Regions from separate parts of the Muntiacus reevesi genome. Here region 2 is linked to region 1. Evidence: chromatin contacts called from public Hi-C data. All regions are on one chromosome and are shown on one strand. Each heading gives the region's core, a stretch centred on a gene start, on an enhancer-like site or on the middle of the called end of the contact. The rest is flanking DNA. Distances are from core to core; before and after follow the strand shown.

Region 1 (5,130 bases), core at 1,284-3,783:
TTCACTCAACAGGCAGTCTCTCTGGATAGGCTAGGTCAACTCAGAGGACAGGTGGTAATCACCAAGGTCAGCATCAGAGAGAGTCCCTGCTAAGACCAAAAGTCAGAGCTTCACTAGATAGCTACTGATAGGCAGGATGGGGTTAGGCGGTCACTGACCAGATAGGAGAGTAGGAAGTTAATAATCAAGGCAGGAGTCAGAAGAGGTCACTGACAAGGGTAGGCTTTGGAAGGCCAGGCCAGGGCTGCAGCAAGCATGGGGCAGGGGGCATGGACCTGGTGTGGGGAACTTGGGGGCCTCGGCGAAGCCACCATACTCCTCATCATAGCCCTCATCCAGTTGCTGGAAGCAGCGGCTGTTCATGGTGGCAGCGGAAGGCGGCAGCTGGCGGTCACCCATACTGATCGCTGACCGAGCCAGCAGAGCGGTGGTGACCCGCTGACTGTTTTCTAGCAGGGTACTCTTGTTCTGTTTCCACTGTGGGAGGCAGGGGGCAGACCTGGAGGTCAGCATGGGGTGAGGACCCCTTGTTTCCCTCACCCTTGACCCCCGGCCCCCTCCATCCCCCAGGGCATACCCACCTGGTCCCGTATCCTCATCAACACCGTGCGGAAGCCAACTCGGGTCAAGCCATCCTCAGGGGGAAAATAGGTGCCCCCCACAAAGGGCTGTAGGTTGGGAGTCAACCACACACTCATGGGCCAGCCCCCGCCACTGCTGGTGGCCTGGCAGAGAGAGGGCAAGGGTGAGGGGAGCAGCCCCACGTACACGGGCAGCCACCCATCCAAGGGAAGACCACTCACCTGCACAAAGGTCATATACACCTTGTCCACATCAGGCCGCTCCTCCCGGTCCACCTTCACACTGACAAAGTCCTCACTGAGCAGGCGTCCAATCTCCTCGTTCTGGAAGGACTCCTCTTCCATCATGTGGCACCAGTGGCAGGTGGAGTACCCCACTGGTATGGGGCCACGACCAGTGACTGGTCAGAGAGGGGCAGCCAAAGGGCTCCAACTGGGCCTACAATGCCCTAGCATCTAGTTTCCTGGAAGGCCCCAGGCCCAAAGGACCCATCCCCTATCTACCACCACTCCCCTGCGCCCATCCCAGGAATGGTGGATGCAGTACCTGAAAGAAAAATTGGCTTGTTTTCTTTCTTGGCCTTGTCGAAGGCTTCCTGTCCCCAGGGGTACCTAAGGCCAGTAGAGTGGGGCATCACTCACTAGCTTGGGAGGGGGGCAGTAGGAAGATTGAGGGTCTAGCTGCCCCAGGAGGGCATCAGGAGAGGACTCACCAGTCCACAGGGTTGTAGGCATGTTGCAGGAGGTACGGTGACTTCTCATTGATCAGGCGGTTGGGGACCTTCTGGGGCGTGGACTGAGGGCAGTTAGTCCGGCTCCCCTTCCCTCCAGCAGGCATAGGCACCGAACTACTGACCGTTACACTTCGGTCCTTGTCCCGGGAGGAGCTACCCCTGGTGTGGGCAGGTGGGTCAGGCAGATCAGACCAGGAGTTTCCACTGCTTCCACCTACACCCAGCCCAGAGGCCCACCTGACCATCCCCCCACCCCCCATGCCCCGTGGTACCTCTCCCGGAACCCCCTGCTCCCAGCCCAACCCACCTTTCTGAACCACGGGGGAGACCGTGGCCTTTGTGTTCCCCCTTGTGTTTATGGGGGGGTGAAGAAAGGTGGCTCATTGGGGGCTCCCTGCCAGGTTAGTCTCCCCCAACCTCTCGACCTGGTGGTGGGAACGATGATGACTGTGAGGTCAGGGCGAGTCACAATGGGTGGAATGGTCTTTCAGGCTCCATTCTCTCCCCCTCACCGGGCCCCACCCAGGGTGACTGGGCTGGAGGTATCTCTGGCATGCCTGCCTGGGTATATGATCTGGGCAGGAAGGCTGCTGTGTGTAGGACTGGGCCAGGTGAGGGGCAAGGAGAAGAAATTCAAATGGCATCAGGGACTCCCTCACTCAATATTCATCCAGTGGGCACTTCTGGGGGGCCAGGTCCTGTGCCAGATCCCCATTACCCTCAGAGAATCAGTAACTGGGTCTGATCTCAGGGAGCTCGGCCTGGGAAGGGCAGGCCTAAGTAATGACAAGCCTTTGCAGCATCAAGCGCTGTGACAGGCCAGCCCAGAGTGCTGTCGGACAAGAACCCTTGGCCCAGCATTGGGGTTCAAGGAAGGCTTCCTGGAGAGTTCCTGCGGCAAGCGAGCCCTGCAGCTGGAGGGGAGGGAGAGAGGAGAGGATTACTGTCTGAGCCCGGTCGCAGGAGCTGGTCCTAGTCTGGGGGGGAAGGCAGGCATGGGGTGGGGAGGTGACCGGGCAGGCACAGGGGACCAGCGCCAGGACAACTGACCCCGGGGCTCCGCAGGCGCCGGGTGCTGAAGCGTGCCCCTCGCCCGCCCGTACCTGTAGCTCAAGGCGAGGACTGGCCCGGTCCCGAGCAGCAGGAAGCCGCGGCACCGTAAGGTCCGCGCGCCCAGCATGGCTGCTGGTGGCGGTCGGCCCCGACGCTGCGGACAGGAGGAGGGCGGGAGGGAAGCGGCGACGGGCAGGCCCATGCACCGAACCGGCCGGGGGAGTGTCTTCACCGATACGGCGGGCAGCAGGCTGGTCTCTGAGCGCCGCTCGGTGGCCGATCACGGGACTGCAGACCGTATACTGGGGGCTTGGGAGGACACAGGTCTGTGCAAAAAACTGGGTGGACCTAATTCAGGGCCTGTGGGGCGGTAACCCTCTTACGGAGAATATGGAGGCTGTGAGGATGCCAGGGCCGTGGAAAGCCAGAGCCTCCGTTCATTTTTTCCAACCCTTGCCCGTTTTACAAATGAGAAATGAGGTGAGAGGCAAAGGCGTGGCTTTTCCAGGCCATCCGAACTCGGAGCTTCGCCTTTGCTCTGCCCCCTCACCTGAAGGTCCTGCTCAAACCCCACCCCCTCAGGAAGCCTCTGAATAATAATAATGAACCAACTTTCAGGTGCTATCAGGTATTTTACGAGTCTCATTTGCTACCCTTCAGTTCAGTTCAGTCGCTCAGTCGTGTCCGACTCTTTGCAACCCCATGAATCGCAGCACACCAGGCCTCCCTGTCCATCACCAACTCCCAGAGTTTACCCAAACTCATGTCCATCTAGTTGGTGATGCCATCCAGCCATCTCATCCTCTGTCATCCCCTTTTCCTCCTGCCCCCAATCCCTCCCAGCATCAGGGTCTTTTCCAATGAGTCAGCTCTTCGCGTGAGGTGGCCAAAGTATTGGAGTTTCCGCTTCAGCATCAGTCCTTCCAATGAACACCCAGGACTGATCTCCTTTAGGATGGACTGGTTGGATCTCCTTGCAGTCCAAGGGACTCTCAAGAGTCTTCTCCAACACCACAGTTCAAAAGCATCAATTCTTCGGTGCTCAGCTTTCTGAACAGTCCAACTCTCACATCCATACATGACCACTGGAAAAACCATAGCCTTGACCAGACGGACCTTTGTTAGCAAAGAAATGTCTCTGCTTTTTAATATCTAGGTTGGTCATAACTTTCCTTCCAAGGAGTAAGTGTCTTTTAATTTCATGGCTGCAATCACCATCTGCAGTGATTTTGGGGCCAAAAAAATAAAGTCTGACACTGTTTCCCCATCTATTTGCCATGAAGTGATGGGACCAGATGCCATGATCTTAGTTTTCTGAATGTTGAGCTTTAAGCCAACTTTTTCACTCTCCTCTTTCACTTTCATCAAGAGGCTTTTTAGCCCTTCTTCACTTTCTGCCATAAGGGTGGTGTCATCTGCATATCTGAGGTTCTTGATATTTCTCCCCGCAATCTTGATTCCAGCTTGTACTTCTTCCAGCCCAGTGTTTCTCATGATGTACTCTGCATATAAGTTAAACAAGCAGGGTGACAATATACAGCCTTGATGCACTCCTTTTCCTATTTGGAACCAGTCTGTTGTTCCACGTCCAGTTCTAACTTGCTTCCTGACCTGCATATAGGTTACCTTAGTCAACATTTATTGAGTGCCCATGAGACACTATGCTAGGTACAACAGTGGGCAGAGAGAGCCCAGGTCATCCCATCCTTGTGTTACTCATAGTCTGATAAGGGAGGCAAAAACTAATCCAACAGCCATACAAATTAATGTACAACCACCCACTGTGAGACGTGCCATGACTAGGTACCACAAGGAAACTTGTCTGGTGGGAGAGAGGAGGGGGAAGGTCTTCCTAAGGAAATCACATTTGTGTAGCAGCTTTCGAAGAACAAGAGGATGCAATCTGGAAAGGACCTGGGGGAAGTGCTGGGGAAGCAGGAGGAACAGATGTGCAAAGGCCCTGTGGTACAGCAGTGAGTCAGGGCGGAGGTGCCGCAGAAGCACAGCTGTAGGACAGACAGCACAGGGAAGAGAGGTGCAGATGAGGTGGTGACGTTGAGGAGGAGGGCAGGGGCCAGGTTTTGAACTGTGAGCAGGAGTTTGGTTACTGATGAGAGCAGAAGGAAGCTGTGGAAGGGCTTTAGTCGAGGGAGTGACCTTGCATTTTGGAAAGGTCCCTCCAGCTTTCTGGTGGTGAATGGACTGTAAAGAGGCAAGAGTGGAAGCAGAAGGGTTCAAAGGCCATAGCAGGACCCAGCAGAGAGCTCTGGGAGGTCTGCACTAGGCAGAGGTGGAGATGGAGAGAAGGTGGTAGATTTGAGGTCAGCAGAAAAGGAAACATCATCAGGATTGTCTATGGGGGTGTGTGTCAAAAGTGAAGTGCAGAATGGGGCTGGTACTGAGAAGGCTGACACGGAGAGGCTCAAGCGGTTCTGTTTGGATGTGTTGGTTTGAGATGAACATGAGATGCATGTGTGAAGATGACAGGCTCAGGAACGCAGAGGAGGGGTTGGTGGGAGGGAGGAAGCAGAGTGGGTGTTCAGTGCAGAGACGGTGTGGGCACAGAAGAGATCACCCAGGTGACTCGGGCTCACACTTGGCCTTGACAAACTCAGAAGTAGACCCGTGAAAGACACAGAGTGTCATGGGAAAACCAGGAGAGGGTGTTGTCTCAAAGACAAAGGGACAGAGCTGCAGGGAGGGAGAGTCAGACTTCAGAGAAGCCGACTGGGCTGGGACAGAAAAAGGTCCAGTGGCTTCAG
Region 2 (5,130 bases), core at 1,205-3,704, 260 kb before region 1:
GCTAGACTTGTTTACTGTTTTCCCCTCTCGACTCAGAATGGGGACTTTGTTTTGCAGCCCTTGCTTGGCATAGGCTTCTAGGCCACACCAGGGAGGCTCTAGGGCAGAGATGGACAGATCTCAGAGCCGGGTTCTGAAGGAGAGGGACCTAGTGGGGGTGAGGGCAGGCAGGGGCTGAGCAGCAGGAAAACCTGCTTCTTGCCAGAGCATCCCAGTTCCTTAAAGACTCTGGCCTGGGAATCTCCTTCAGGACTTGGAGGCCCATGAAAGACTGGGTCCTTGGGGAAAAGGGGAAGGTAATTCTGGGCACAGAAAACCTGGAGGGAATTTTCAGAACGGTTTTTACTTAAGGGCTCAGAATGTATCCATAGGCTAAGTCCCCAGCCTCACAGAGGAGCTTCTCCTCAAAACATAAAATCAGCCAGAGTCTCACTGTCTCCAAGCCCCACCTGATTTATCAGGCCAGGCTGTGCCCCTGAAACAGCTTTGCCTACAAACATAGCCAACCAACCGCCTGATCTCAGCCAGATAGGAACACTTCTCCACCCCTAGCCAGTCTTTATCTTCCTTTCCCTCGGCTCCCCCATTGCTCATGAACAGTGAGAGGCTGGGGTTGTCTCCTGGGCTCTCTGAGGGACAGGCCACTCTCTCCAGGACCAGTCTGGGCTCTCATAGGTTATGTACATTTGGCAGAGGGAGCACCCTTGGTGATGCCCAGACTGGTCCGAGCCCAGGAGCTGCCAGACTGTCAGGAATTACCTCTGCCTAGGCAGGTGCGAGGTACTAGCAGGCTCTTCACCTTGGGAGAAGTAACAGGAACAACCCTTGAATGCAGGTGCAGGGAGAGAATTGTCCTAGAACCAGGTTGAGCCAGGCCTGCCCTGAGCACTGGGAGGATTAAGGGATCTCCCAGGTTGAAACCTAGCCCACTTCCCTCTCACAGACACCCAGAGAGCCACTCCTGCCCACCCTCCCCATCAGCCCGCACTGATGTCAGGGTCAGGGCCTAACCCCCAGAGGTGGCCCAGAGGCTGGATGAAGCATCAGCTTTGTGGTCAGATGGATGCGGATCTGACCTCCCTGACCTTGGAGCCTTGTGCAGTTCAGTGCAGTGCCCTGAGTTTCTCACCTGTTGACAGGCTGCGGGTGGGTTGTGCCTGTCTCTCTGATGTGCCTGGCATAGTGCTGGCTCAGAGCAGCCCTCAGCAGACCTGAGACCAGGAATCTGAGGATTTCCAGCCCCTGAGAAATTTTGACATCACGCTCATCTCTTCTTCCAGGCCTCGAAGTTAAGACATCACACCCTGTTCATGTCCATGTGGCCCGGGGCCAGGTTCTTTCACATTTTGAGTCGTTCTCACCACCCAGCTCCCACTCTGCCTCACCACCAAGACTGCTTGGCCTGGCTCAGGCCTCTGGATTCACACTCACCTGGTCCGTCTCACACTCCCGCTTGCAGGTGCTCTGGGCATCCACCCAGAGGTTGGGATTCATGTCGTTGGGACAGATGCCGGCGTGAGAGTATCGGAGGGGCGGCAGGGCCAGGCCTCGAGGGGGCACCCCAAGCAGCAGCAACAGCAGGGCTGCCCCCTGCCCCCAGCGGGACCAGGAACGGCAGCCCCGCAGGGCCCACATGCTGAGGTCTGCGGTGGCCAGAGACCTCCTCTGAGAGGACGCCAGGGCTGGGGGCCCCCTGGGCCTTCTGCTCCTCAGGGAGGCAGACACCTGCCCTGCCCACCCCAGTGGGCCTCCTTGGGCTGTTGCGGCTGCTGAGGCTGCCTCCACCGAGTCTGTGGGGTCCGCTGGGCTGTGGAGCCTCAGATAAAGGGAGTTCCTTCTCCGGAGTGTGCCGGGAGAGGAGCCGCACCGGGGCCAGAGCCTGGATTTATGTCCTGGGCACGCCACCCAAGTGGGAGCGAGCTAACCTGACGCCTGTCACAGGCAGGCTGCCGGCTCCTCTGTCCTGTGGCTGATCACAGACTTGTTGCAGGAAAAAAAAAAAGCTGGAAGCAGTTTAGGCGGCGTATCTGGCACGGTGGGACACCTGCTTGTTTTTGACTCCAGGAGGCCTTTAACCCCTTCAGGGGCCAGAAATGGCATGTGCTTTGAGGGGAGCTGGCTCCAGGACACGCAAGCTCACTGTACTACATGAAGAGGCTTGCTTCCCTTCCCCCCACCTCTCAGCCGGGCCCCCTCCTCCCGTTGGCCACCTCCGAAGAACACACACTCACTTGTTACAAGGAGGGACCTGCTGCCGCAGGGTTAGCATCGCCGGCCCGATAGTACATCTGAGAGCAAATGACGTGGAAAAACAACAAGTTCACGGCCATTCCAGGGCGGGCCTGAGCAGCCTGTTCTGTGTAAGCCGACTCCCACCCCAGCACCAGGTCCCAGGGTGGAGGGATGTGCGGACAGCCCCCTATCTCTCTATCCTGGGTAGTTTGCGTCTCAAGTTCCAACTTCGGTGAATTTTCCCCAAATCATTCCAGAGACACATACCAGCTATGCTCCAGCTCCCCCAGCTCCGGGACGTATCACATTCCTGCTCCTCGACTGACACACTCCCCGCTCCAAGAGAACCTACGTGGTCACAGTGTCTCAGGACAGTGCTGGGCTGCCGAGCTGCCTCACTAACGACCATGAAGCTTTTACCCAGGAAGAGCCAGTTGGCTGTCATCTCCCCACTTTATGAAGGAGAAGGTCACCCCTGGTAAGCAGCAGTAGGATATTTCCTGGGGTTGTAACGTGGGTCAGACTGTGTGCATTTTCTCATTTAATCCTCACAACAAACTGTACCTTCATTTTAGATTTGAGGAAAAGATAGGGTAAGCAACTTGCCCTGTGTCACACAGCTATGTGACCCCACCATTAATGCATGGACCCTACTTTGCAGGGCCTTTGAAATCACCCCTCCCCACCAAGCTGTCAAACTGCTGTCAAGGGGCAACCCGGCTCTAGTCTCTCCAAGCTGGACAAGAAGTTTGTGAAACATCAAGGACTGTATTGGAGGAGGAGCCAGGAAAAGATCCAGAAGCTGCCAGGGGGTGGGGAAGAGAGAGGTTACCTTTTCAAGGCCAACTGCAAAGGATTTGGGGAGCAGTAACCAAGCTGCTGTGTCCCAGGGGCAGTAGATAGGGGTGCGGCCCCAATCTTTTCACAGATGGGGAAACTGAGTGCCAAGCCCAGATCCCAACCTCTAGCTGCTCTGTAGAAGGGCGTGCCCCTCCCTCCACCCTGAGGATTTTGCTTCTTCCTCTCGGGCAGGGTATTGCCTCCTCCCCTGAGCCAATTCCTTCCTGTCTGTGGGTCATTCTGCAAGATCTGTCTTTTCTGCTTATGTCAAAGAGCTAATGAAGGGTGTCAGATCCTAATCCCCTAAATTATTGGAATAAACTTCCCTCTGAGGCTGGTCCCAGTAATGAAGCCAGACAGCAGGCGACGCCGGCTGCTTTGAATTCCCTGTAATTTCATAAACCCGTGTTCCAGCTGCTCCGAGTTGGGCCTCAGCACAGCCCTTGATGAACATGGTTTGTGCTGCCTCCTTTGATATCACAAAGGGAAATGGACAGTGACACATTTCTGAGCAGGACTTAGAAAAACTGTCACAGCCCCATTACATGAGACAGGTATCTAGGAAAAGGAGGCTGATTTCTTGGGAGTCACTTGAGACCATTAGGAGGGAGGTGAGTGGGGAGGGACATAGGCCAGAGGTGGGGGAGGAGAGGGGAAGTCTCCCGACCAGCCCGGTCCTATTTAGAGCTGTGGGCCTCCCCCTGCCCAGGCCCCACTCCCGGCCATTCTGCTCTGAGAACTCTCAAAACAGCGCTGGGGAAGAAGGGGCCCTAGTAGGCTTGGCTCTCCCTCTTAGCCCTTCCAAGTCTCCCACCAAAACACAGCTCAGAATAATAAATAACATCTGATCAGGGCTTGGCGCCCACACAGCACTTTCACCTACATCGTCATGCTGACCCTCACGCCAGTCCCAGAGGGAACCCAGGTGTGGCTGTGAGCTCAGTTTTATGAGAGAAGAAACCAAGCCGCAGAGGGGTGAGGTGGGCCTGGCTGGGGTCGCCAGGCTCTGGCCTTCCCCTCTCTGACCCCAGTCCTCTGCTCTTCACACAGCCCGGTGCATGCTTCCAGCCCCTCCAGAAAGGCCCCTGCTGGCTGCCTCACCAGCTCAGCTTGTTTATAAGCTGTTCAGGGAGTGCTTTGAAGTCCTCTCCTCCTGGGCCTTCTCTCCCACAGTCCCTGGATCTGGCTCCCTCTGACTCTGTTCCCTTCATGCCCTTCTCTGGAGGGTGGAGGGGAACCCATGCTCACCAACTCCCCGGGACAGCTGAGGGCTCAGCTGTCTGTTCCCACCTACTCAGGCCTCTGGGGAATGGAGATGGGGTGGGTCAGCCTGAGCAGGGACCTGAACTTGCGGGTGTCCTCTGCCTTTCACCCTCCCCAAGGAATCAGGCGTAGATCTGTCTGGAAGGGCCTGGATCCTGACCTTGTCACAGAACTCCACCACTGTGGGAAGGCAGAGGGCCCAAGGACCCTTCATACCTTCTTGGACGGGCTCAAAGCCTACTCTAGGTATAGCCAGTAGGAAGTCAGCCAGGACAGAGAATTCTGGATGACCCTTGACCTCAAGATCACCCTTAGCAGAACAATTCCCAAACCACTAGAATATTGACAACAACACACGGACACTGCTTCCTAAATGGGCCAGGTCTCTTCCCTCCAGAGACGTCCGCTATAAACATGGTGGGGACACCTGGAGATCCATAGGGACCCCAAGCATCATCTCAGATGCCGTGTCCCTCATGCACAGACCAAACCTCTTACCTCTTGAAGCATCTCCTCCCGCTCCCTTCTTGATGTTTTCTAAAGCACCTACTCTGGGCTAATTTGTGGGTACACAGGGGTAGATGGCAGTCCTCGTCCACAGGGAGGGCACAGTCTTGGCCAGAAAACAAACATGCAAAAGCATAAGAGTAGTATTCAGTCTTGGGGATCCTTACAAGTGCCGAGGCATGGCAGGAGGGAGAAGCCTGGGGTGCCTGCTGGGCCCGTGACATGGGCTGGGTCTTGAAGCCTGAGCAGGACCCTATTTCTTATACTTCTTCTTGGATGCCTCCTCAG

The links. A called contact is a pair of places that touch in the nucleus more often than the background predicts.
Region 2: a contact with region 1 is called in a Hi-C map of muscle, with 5 times the contacts expected there. The contact joins the promoter of WFIKKN2 here to the promoter of SPATA20 in region 1. A contact is called at or near these places in 2 of 3 Hi-C or Micro-C datasets (blood and muscle).

Annotation. Positions count from the first base shown.
Region 1 is chr18:26,166,213-26,171,342 of mMunRee1.1, reverse strand. SPATA20 (spermatogenesis associated 20) reads right to left here and starts at 2,533. Exons shown (of 18, transcript XM_065910449.1): 1 at 2,419-2,533; 2 at 2,034-2,229; 3 at 1,623-1,740; 4 at 1,295-1,474; 5 at 1,129-1,193; 6 at 804-958; 7 at 582-725; 8 at 276-477. The coding sequence starts at 1,699.
Region 2 is chr18:26,421,839-26,426,968 of mMunRee1.1, reverse strand. WFIKKN2 (WAP, follistatin/kazal, immunoglobulin, kunitz and netrin domain containing 2) reads right to left here and starts at 2,454. Exons shown (of 2, transcript XM_065909489.1): 1 at 1,432-2,454. The coding sequence starts at 1,635.